Linked DNA regions of Muntiacus reevesi: region 1 is linked to region 2. Evidence: chromatin contacts called from public Hi-C data. All regions are on one chromosome and are shown on one strand. Each heading gives the region's core, a stretch centred on a gene start, on an enhancer-like site or on the middle of the called end of the contact. The rest is flanking DNA. Distances are from core to core; before and after follow the strand shown. Region 1 holds the start of TSC22D2 (TSC22 domain family member 2). Region 2 holds the start of SELENOT (selenoprotein T).

What was found. A called contact is a pair of places that touch in the nucleus more often than the background predicts.
Region 1: a contact with region 2 is called in a Hi-C map of muscle, with 6 times the contacts expected there. The contact joins the promoter of TSC22D2 here to the promoter of SELENOT in region 2. A contact is called at or near these places in 2 of 3 Hi-C or Micro-C datasets (blood and muscle).

Annotation. Positions count from the first base shown.
Region 1 is chr8:92,654,039-92,659,308 of mMunRee1.1, forward strand. TSC22D2 (TSC22 domain family member 2) reads right to left here and starts at 3,995. Exons shown (of 3, transcript XM_065943427.1): 1 at 1,101-3,995. The coding sequence starts at 3,001.
Region 2 is chr8:92,485,625-92,491,252 of mMunRee1.1, forward strand. SELENOT (selenoprotein T) reads right to left here and starts at 2,656. Exons shown (of 6, transcript XM_065942092.1): 1 at 2,420-2,656. The coding sequence starts at 2,556.

The DNA of each region.
Region 1 (5,270 bases), core at 2,745-5,244, 170 kb after region 2:
AACCTATAAAGGTACTTCTGATCATTTACCATGTATAAAATTAAACCTTTCTCAAAACAAAAACCCCAGAAAACAAATTTCTAACTGTGAACTACCTCAAACTTTCTCTGTGATTTTTAAATGTAAATTTTGGTAATAAGCCAGTTTTTTAAAATTTGCATTATACATACTACATCAAATTTTCATGTGACATTTCCTCAAAACCACTTAAAATCCTTATTAAACCATAACCAAACATCAACTGTACTGGGCTTCGTATGGCAATGTACCAATCTGCCCTTGAACTGTTTAAAAAGCATCCCCTCTAAACAGAGGGAACCAGCTGTCAATGTTCATATTTTTACTAAAAAATCACTCTAATTTTTAAGAACTACAGCTTTCCCTTCTGTCAAAGTCTCACACCTCCCATTTCTACAGTAAAAAGATTGATGGAAAACAGGAATATCTTTCCAATACACTTTCTGCCTTTAAAAAAAAAAAAGAAAACCTTAAGTCACTAGGAAGCCTCCTGACCTGTCCTCTTTTATTAAAGGGCTGAAGACAGGATCTTCAAAGCCGCATCTGACATTTCATCATTCTCTCTCCACCCTTTCCAGATACACTGGAGATACCTTACATGGTTCTTTCTCTATTACAGGGCCTCCTTGTTTTCCAGAATGGGAAAGTCTGAACTGATTTTATGTCTCAGCCTCAAAACTCACACTGACAAAACACAATGCCATTAGGTGTTCAAGTGTGATCGACATCTCGTAAAGGGACAATCCTACGGGGTATAACCTACCAGCTACCGCTTACAAATCGAGAAGATTAAACTAATATCCACCCTTTCGAATCAACAATGTTGCATTCCTACCCACTTTGGTCCTTTTAAACAACTATGACATCAATTCTATCATTTTTACATCAGTAATCTAAAACAAATGTCTTTTCAAGTACCGATAAATCAATTTTATTAAATACAGACTACCGTTTATATTTAGAAATGTTAAGGTCCTCAAAGTGGGAAAAAAAAAACCCAAAAAACTCTCCCACAGTTGCATCCTAAACTAAAACGTTTGGTCAAGCATTCACATCAAATATTTCAAATAAGTTTTCCATACCTGTCTTCATCACCATCAACAGGAATAGCTATGCTGAATACAGAGGTGGCGAGACTGTTCATAGGTGTTAACTGAAGGGGGTTTGCCAGGGCATCTGCAACAGGAGGCTTCACAACAGGCTTATTTTCAGCAATGAGAGAAAGTGGTGGTTGAGGTAGGGGTTCTGATTTTCTTCTAGTATCGTCAACTTGCCCGACTAAAGGCTGGGTCTGAGTCTGAAACTGGCTCAGGTCAGACTGCGGTAGACTCGTCGGGGCACTGGCTGTGCCGGGCGCTAAGGGCAGCCCCACGTGCTGGATGCTGCTGCCGCTCCTGCTGACCGGAGGCTGGCTGCAAAGCTGCGGCGCCTGGCCCAGGGGCGCGGGGACATTTGGCATAGTAACAGAAGTGGTCGACACACTAGGCACGCTGGGAGCGGGCGCGGCTGCAGGCACGTTGGCAACTCCGGGCACCACGGCGAGAGGGCCGCCGGGCACGACCGACGGCGCGCCGCTGCCACCCATCTGCGGCGGAGGCGCGGCCTGAGGCTGCCCGACCCCAGCGGGAACCAGGCCCGACGGCGCCGTGCCTCCCACTGCAGCCGGGGGAACTCCGGCCGGCTGACCTGGCGCGGCCGGTCCTCCGGGCGCGGGGCCCGGCCCAGGGGCCACCGCATCTCCGGGCAAGGAGGGCGCGCCCATCATCTGCGCGCCAGCGGAGGCGGCGTTCTGGCCGGTGCCCGCGGAAGAGGGCTGCGCAGGGCTGGGCGGCTGCAGGCCGGCCACGTGCGGCTGCAGGTACTCACTCTGGCCGGCGGGCGGGACGGGCAGCAGATGGCCCGGCGGCATCGGAGGCTGAGGATACGCGAACTGCTGGGGCGGGGGCGCGGTGGCAGCGCCCACGGCCAGGCCGGGCTGCGCCAGGGGTACATTCGTCAGCGGCAGGCCCTGTCCGTTGGGCCCCGGGGGCCCGGCGCCCTGCGCCTGGCTGGGCGGCGGGGCTGCCAACCTCTGCGGCGGCCCGGCTGCGGCTCCCGGGAACAGCGGCAACGAAGCCGAGCTTGGAGCCACAGCCCCACCTACGGGCGGAGGCGGCGGCTGCGGCTGCCCAACGCCAAAACTCTGCGGCGGGGCCGGGGCGGGTTGGCTCATTTTCTCCGACGGGGGTAGCTGTGACACAGCAGTCAAGGAGCTGTCAGTTCCCGAGTCGGGCCCGTGCGCGCCCGGCATGGAGGCCACCACCACCACCACCGACCCTCCGGTGGCGCCCAGGCCGCTGTCCCGCTCCGCAGTCTGGTCAAAAGTATTGCTGTGCCTAATGCAATCCCCGGACCGGGTCAGGACGCTGCTATCGGAATCCCGCTCATAGTATTCCATGCACGTCCATCGGCCGCGTCTGTAAGGCTCCCCGCTGCCGTGGTCCAGTTTGATCACGCGAAAACGCGAACTACAAGTGGTGGGGGGCTGTGATGAGGCGGCAGTTCCTGGCGTGGCGGACGGGCCCGTGACCGGGGGAGCGCCGGGGGCCCCTGAGGAGGGGACTGAGGTGGCGGCCGGCGACACGGTGCTGGGCAGCACCCCGGCCACGCTCCGGGCCGAAACGGCTCCTCCTCCGTTGGCCGGAGCGGCTGTCGCGGCCGCCAGCTGTCCGTCCAGGAGGAGGTTGGGGGAGACGGTCCCAGGAGTCTCCGCATCCCCAACATTGTTGAGCGTCTCTTCGGAGGAGCTGCGCTCGCAGACCTCCTCGGGGCCGTAATCCGTGGCCCGAGAAACGTCGAATATCTCGGAAGAAACGTCCTCTGTGCGTGACTCATCCGGGTCGTCCAGGCTTTCGGTGTCCTCGGTGATGCTAGTAGCCACCTGGGCCGTGGTGACACTGGTGATCTGGAAGCAGCTCTTCTTCTTGGCCGGCATCTTGGACATGGTGAGGAAGGCTGGAGGGCAGAGAGGCACGCCGGCTCCTCCGCGATCTTACCGGAAACCAGGAAGGGCAGAACACTGGCCCCCAAAGACAAAGTCCGCGTCCGTGCTGGGGTCTGAGGCCCGCCGCTGTTAAGAGTCACGGGCTGATCCGGGCGCCGGCCGCTCCGTGAGACATCCTCCTCCCGTTTCCTTATCGGAGTCGGTCTCTTCGGCTCTGGTCCCGTCTCACTCGTGCGGCGGCTCCTCCTTCCTTCTCGCCTCCCGCAGTCGCGGCGCCTCAATTCAATCCCCCCAGTGGCGGCGAGAGCACGATCCCAGGGGCGGGTCAGCTGCTTCCTCCTCGCGTCTTCGGGCCGCCGTGGTCAATCCAGCTCGGCGCGGTCAGCAGGCCTAGGCTGGGGGTGGGAGTGGGAGGGCGAAGGGGAGGCGGCGGCGGCGTGAGGGGCGGTGCTGCCCGGCTCCGGCTCTTCGAACCAATGCCGGCGTCAGCTCCGGGCTCTCGGACGCCGAGGAAAGCAGGAGTAGGAGTGGCGAGTCCGGACCCAGGGATTCCTGATTCAGCCAGGAGCCGCGGGCGGGTGGCGAGCTTCGGCACGGGCGGGCGGCCCTTCCTCCCCGGCTCTAGCCGGAGCTCAGCCCCAGGGACATGTCGACTGTCTCAGGCGGAAACCTGCTCCGGGGGAGGGGAAAGCCGGCTCGGTCCTCCCCTATACAGGGGGAACCACCCCCGCGGGCGGGCGGTGGCGGCGGTCTCGGCCTTCCCCTCGCGGCTCCTGAGAGTGAGGGGCGGCGGCCGCCAAGCGACGGCGCGCCGGCTGTGTGAGGTAGCTGCGGTGGCTTCTTCGATTCTTCCTCGGTGCGCCCGGTTCGCAGGCCCTGGAGAAACTGAAATTCAAACTGCTGAAGCGGCGGCTGCAGCTCCCTCCCCTCGGCCAAGATGGGGCTGAAATGGCCGCGCCAGGGATGCTGGGAGGAGCAGCAGCCCCGCTGCCGCCGCCGCTGCCGACTAAAATGCCGCCGCTGCCGCAGCCGCCGCCAGCGCCGCAGCCGCCGCCGTTCCGTGACGCACCGGCGTCGTGACGTCACCGCCCCGCCCCCTCCGGTTTCCTGCAGTTTCGCGTGGAGGCTGGGGGGGGGAGCAGTGGGCGGGGCTAAAGGTTAAAAACGGGGAGCGGTTTTTTTTTTTCAATTTAGAATTTTTTTTTAATTTAAATTTTGCCCTGTAGGTCTTTAAGAGTTGAAGAACTAAAGACGCTTAAATTCCAACTCTAGGAAAACTTACAGCCGCGTCAATTGAAGGTTTTTTTAATCGGTTTATTCCGACACATTGGAAGACTGGAGGTCATGTGCTTGCTATGTCTAATGTTTAGCAAAATCTTAGTGAAAGAAGGCGGTAGGAATGGAGGTTGGGGGGTTTAGCTAGGATAAAGAGGGAGACGGCTGGAGGAACCGAATCACTTATAAAAAGCCTTTCCTGAAAATGAATGATATCCACTATAGTCAGAAGAGTGAAATGGTGAGAGAAATGGGGACGATTAACCAAGAATAGCAAGCCAGATTGAGTCAGCCAGAAATTTTGTCTCCAACAATGGCATCAGGAGATGGTTACTTGCCCAGGATGAGGTCAATTTAAAAAAAGATTAGAGGTTACCAACATATTCCTAATTTTCCTGAGTTTGTTTTGATTCCAGAATCGAAGAGTTCGTTTAAACATCTTGAGACTGTTTTTACTTTCAGCATGAAATCAGCTTATGGGCTCCATAAATGTAGAACCTACTGCGTTAAATAGTTGTAGTTCTTTCTTTTGTTTATTCTGAAACTCTTAGTTAGAGCCAGAGTGTTAGATGGTTTGGATTGGGCCATGAACAATCAGAGCAAGTTAGCACTCTTTCCTGTCCAGAAAGCAGCTATGTGAGTACTGGAGAACTTACCATCATTTAGTTACTCTCTGGCAAAAGAAAATGGTAACGTCATTCTTTTAAATAGTTAAAAAAAAAAAAGGAAGGTGGCACTTTGACACATCGTTTAGGTAAAATCTAAAGTGTCTTGATGGAATTCAAAGTTTAATATCTATTACAGCTTTAGCAATCATATCATGACTGACATAAATCAAGGTAATCATTGTATTCAGTTCTCTAATCTTTGAAGAATAGAAATATTTTTATCCCAAAGGATCTTTTGATAATTTAAAATTTCAGAGAACTTTTTAGGTCATTAGTTGAAAATAATATACAAGGTTATGTCTACATCATTAAACTTTAGGAGAAAT
Region 2 (5,628 bases), core at 1,406-3,905:
CTGTATAACAGGCTCCAGTTTCATCCACCTCGTGAGAACTGACTCAAACGCTTCTTCTCTTTCGTAGCTGGGCAATTCCATGGTGTGTATGCACCACAGCTTCCTTACCCATTCTCTGCCGACGGGCATCTAGCTTGCTTCCACGTCCTGGCTGCTGTAAACATGCTGTGATGAACACTGGGGTACGTGTGTCTCATTCAATTCTGGTTTCCCAGCAGCGAGATTGCTGGGTCACAAAAGGGCACAGGGCATATTAACAGGTTTTTTTTTGCCATATACAGATCTTTTTTTTTTAGAGCAAAGCATTTTTGTATGTAACATGCTTAGGAGGACTGCAAAAGAATTTATTAGGACAAGTCTGTACTTCTCTACTTAAAGAATAAAAGGAAACAAAAACTAAGTAACAGAAGTTTAACTGAGGGCGTTCCTGGAGGCCTAGTGGGAAAGAATCCGCTTCCCCAATCAGGAGACACTGGTTCCATCCCCGACCCAGGAAGATGCCACAGGCCAAAGAAAACTAAGCCCTCCACAACCACCCAGCCTGTGCTCCAGAGCCCGGGGGCTGCAACGACTGAAGCGCCGGGCCTTCTCGCGTGCTCTGCAGCAAGACAAGCCGCCGCAAGGAGACACCCGCAGGCGCAACCAGACGGCAGCCACTGCTCCTCACAACTAAGGGAAAGGCCGTGCAGCCGTTAAGACCCAGCACAGCCAAATATAACTAAATAATTCTTTAAAAAGAAGTCCAACTGAAGTACTGAAGACTTTTTTGAAGTTTAATTTTAAGAACTGAATGCCTTTCCCTACATTTATTTATACATTTTCAGAACTTTGCTGTGTACCTAAGAGGAAGGTACATTTGTTAAACTATTGTGACAAGTAAACCAATATAAGCAACTGTAAAAGAATATTTTTGAAAAGCACAAATGAAACCCAGAGATAAGAAATAGAAAAATTACTTAACTTGGAAAATGCAGTCTTTTTTTTAACTACTTAAATCCAAAAGTATCACACTTAATCCTTAATAATATTTATAAGTTAGTAAGAAGACTGCCACTTTCAAATGAAAAAAAAAAAAAAAAGAAGGACGGGGAGGGGGGAGTCAGAAAATTCCCATTTACAGTATCACACATGAAAGATGATATACAACGATATATGCCAGGCACACAGTAAACGCTACAGGAAGTTTTTTTCAATCAGAAAGCAGCAGCAAGGTTTTAGTTTTCACTTCAAAAATCTCATTTTCTGACTTTCTTTAAATGTCACTTAAACTGATTTAATTTTGAAGATTTGCTTAGTCTTTAAGACTGAGCAAAAAGCTAATTGCATAAGCAGGAAATCTAAATTTTAGTAGACTTATATTAGTACAGGAAGCTTGAAAAAACTGATCTTAAATGCATTAAGGCCAACACCAATATTCAAAAATAACAGGATTCTTCAGATTTACTAATCTGACTACCGTCTTCTGAGGGGGGGGACCTCTTTTGAGATACAGGATTCTAATTTCTACAATGTTACAATTTTGGTTTTTGTTTTTCATCGGAGCCTTTCAAACGTTCCCCAACACCACTTACCTTATCGCATGCATTGCTATTCTGCTTCTAATACTTAACTAGGTAACAAGAAACTTACAGAAAATTGTCAAAAACTGCCGGGTTTGGGCAAGAGCAATGAGGGATTGCTCTTGCTATTTCTCTTAAGGCCCAAGAGATCTGAAAGGTGGAGAGAGATGCCAGGGCGAGGAACTCCCGGGAGTAAGGGGACTGGAGCAGAAGGTGCAGTTGTCTGGGAGTGAACGTTTGTCAGAAGAGCAACGTGCTCCTTTTCAGAAACAGTCTGGAAACTGCAAACGGAGACTCCGCTTCCCCATCCAAGCCCACCAGCTTTCAGAATCCCTACTCCCTCATCCAACAGTCAGTTCGGCGGATCCTGAAGAAAACGACGGCTGTCCGTCGCGGGACCCCTCCGAGGACCCACGTTAACCTTCGTCTAGCCGGGCAGCGAGGCCGCCGGCGCACCCGCGGGGGCGAGAGGCAAGTGAACGCAGCGATCAACGCCGCAGCGCCCGCGGTCGCCGGCCCTGCGCGCCTCAGCCCTCACCCAGCTCCGCCAGGCCGCCGGGCCGCCGCCGCCGGCTCTCCCTGCGGACGGGGGTCCCCCCGCCCTCGCCTCTCAGGACTTACCACCCCCGGCCCCAGCCCCCATTCCGCTCATCCGGGAGCCAAAAACGCTCGAAAGCCACAGTGAGCGGCTGCGCCTGGAGGCAAGGAGGCGGCCAGGCCGTCCCCGGGAGAGGCCCGGAGGCGGCGGGCGGCGGGAGGTGCTGGCGCCGTCCTTCCGGGCCGGGGGCGGGCCAGCCCTCTAGGCCGCGGGTCCGCGGCCTCGCGTAGTCGGGGAGCCGGGCAGCGGCGCGCCCACTCACCAAATCTGGAACTTGAGCAGCGGCCCCGTGGCGTACTGCATCTTGAGCCTCTTGCCGGGCACGCCGCCCAAGTTGGCCGAGGCATCGCTGCGGCCCACCGCCGACGCCGCCACCAGCAGAAGCAGCAGCAGCCGCATCTTAGCCCGGCCAGCCAGCTCGGCCGCCCTCACGCTGAGACCTCGGCCAGCCCAGAGCCGAGCGCTGCCGGAGCTGATCGCCACCGCGCAGACGCGCCCCGCCAAGGTCGCGCGGGAGCCGCGGGGCGCATGCGCACCCCGCGCGGCGCAGGCCGAGCGAGCGAGCGCCGACCGTCCCGCCGTTCGGCCCCACCACGCTGGTGGGCCGGGCGGCTCCGGGCCGGGGAGGGACCTGCTGCGGGGCGACGCCAGAGGAGCCTGCTACCGAAAGCTCGCGACACAGCCGGAGCCTGCGTACAGTTTAATGCAGACACTGACCTCCCCGAGACGGTTCAGAACACGTGTTTAAGTCTCGATTCAGGTGTGGGCGCTCAAAGAGAAAGCCCCTGCCTTCCGAGCGGAGGGGGAAAGGGCAGCCCACTCCAGTACCCTTGCCTAGAATCCCGTGCACGTAGGAGCCTGGCGGGCTGCTGTCCGTGGGGTCGCACAGAGTCGGGCTCAACCGAAGCGACTTAGCATGCATGCATGCATTGGGGAAGGAAAGGGCAGCCCACTCCGGTGTTCTTGCCTAGAATCCCGTGCACGTAGGAGCCTGGCGGGCTGCTTTCCGTGGGGTCGCACAGAGTCGGGCTCCACTGAAGCGACTTACCATGCATGCATGCATTGGAGAAGGAAAGGGCAGCCCACTCCAGTGTTCTTGCCTGGAGAATCCCAAGAACGGGGAGCCTGGCGGGCTGCCGTCTATGGGGTCGCACAGAGTCGGGCTCGACTGAAGCGACTTAGCATGCATGCATGCATTGGAGAAGGAAAGGGCAGCCCACTCCAGTACTCTTGCCTGGAGAATCCTGTGCACGTAGGAGCCTGGTGGGCTGCCGTCTATGGGGTCGCACAGAGTCGGGCTCCACTGAAGCGACTTAGCATGCATGCATGCATTGGAGAAGGAAAGGGCAGCCCACTCCAGTACCCTTGCCTGGAAAATCCTGTGCACGTAGGAGCCTGGTGGGCTGCCGTCTATGGGGTCGCACAGAGTCGGGCTCCACTGAAGCGACTTAGCATGCATGCATGCATTGGAGAAGGAAAGCGCAGCCCACTCCGGTATTCTTGCCTGGAGAATCCTGTGCACGTAGGAGCCTGGTGGGCTGCCGTCTATGGGGTCGCACAGAGTCGGACACGACTGAGGCGACTTAGCAGCAGCAGAAGCTGCCTTCCGAACAGGAACGCTTCACTCTTTCTGGCCGCGTGCTATGGCCTTTTGTTTGAATTTCCTTGCAATATTGCTCTCTCCTAAAGGAATCTTAAAAAAAAAAAAAAAGACCTTTGGAAAACTTAAATCATATGGTGCTTTTAGTCGCTAAGTCGTGTCCCACTCTTGTGATCCCATGGACTGTAGCCCGCCAGGCTCCTCTGTCCGTGGGATTTCGCAGGCAAGAATACTGGAGTGGGTTGTCATTTCCTCCAGGGGATCTTCCCGACCCAGGGATTGAACCCTGGCCTCCTGCAGTACAGGCAGATTCTTTAGCAAGTGAGCTACCAGGGAATTCCCCAAATCATATAGAAGAACAGATTAATTGCCTTACTCATTAACAGCCGCTGACAATTACTGGCATTTTGACCATCTTAGTTGTCTGTAGTACAACTCTAACTGCTTTTCCCAAAGGGAAGAGAGTAGGAGACAAATAACTTTATCTATAGATTTTTAAGGGTGTAGATCTAAAAAATAACCAGTTGGGGGGAGAGGAGCGGGAACTGATCGCAATAGCATCATCCTAACGTAAAAAATGTATTATTGCTTAATACCAAAATATCCAGTGTTCAAATTTATCCTGTCTTAGTATTTATTTTTATTGTTAATTTTTCAGACTGTTACTGAACCAAATGGGTCTGCTCACTCCAAGCTACTGACATTGGGCTGTAGGGAAGGAAAACGCGGCATTTACTATAAATGCGCCAATACAAGCAGGATGAGTGCTGTGTGCCTAAAATCCTGAAATCTTTGATGGTTGGGGGGATAGTTTTACAGGCAAAATTTGGGGTGAGGCCTCAGGGTGGGTGGCTTTCTTTTGATTGGTTGGTGGTGAGGTAACAGGGTGGTGTACCAGGAATCTTGAGCTCAGGGTAAACTCAGATTGCATCCCCAAGCCAGTCCAACTCGATTCAAAATAAGTTAATAGGTCTCAAACTAAGAATGCAGCACGACATTGGACCCCCAGAAGCACTGGTGGCTCAGACAGTTTTTAACAACTCTCTCCCAAAAGAATATAAAGCAAAAAGGAGAGAGATTCTCTATCTCACCCAGGGTTACTGCGTATGGTATGACGAAGCTCTAGCACCTCAGGATTGTGATATGCTAAATACGCACAAATGCTGAAAGCAACCTCAGGGCCTGGTGGAGCAGCCTCAGGTGCCAGCAGGCAGTGGGGTCTTCAGCAAAGGTAGCACTCATCAGAAGACTCACGGGGCAAGTGGGGGCAGCGGCAGCACTTGGACAAGAGTGAATTCATTTGCTGACCATACATCAGACATCCCCTGAAGCCTCCTAGACATCCCTGGACGCGGGGTGGGCGTGGCAGGCATAAGGAAAGGAGAAACCTTAAATGCATTATTACTAAGTGCAAGAAGCCAATCTGAAAAGGTGGCCTACAGTATGATTCCAATTATATGACATTCTGGAAAGGGCAAAACTATGGAGACAGTAAGATCAGTGGCTGCCAGGGAGAGAGTGGGGAGCTGAACAGGTGGAGAACAGAGGATTTTCCCATCAGAGAAACTATTCTGTATGATTCTATACCGGTGGATACATGTCATTGCCCCTGTGACCAAACCCATAGGATATTCAACACCAAGCGTGGAACAATGTAAATTATGGACTTTGAGCGATTATGTGTCGAGGCATTCACCAACTGTAACAAATGTGCCACTGTGGTGGGGGATCACCTCAATTTTGCTGTGAACCCCAAACTCATCTAAATAAAAAAATCTTCCCTTCCTCTGCAGCAGCCTTGTTAGAGTCAGCCACCACCCCTTTCTCCTCCAGGGCACAGGGTGATGTCCAGAAACAAAGCAGACACTTCT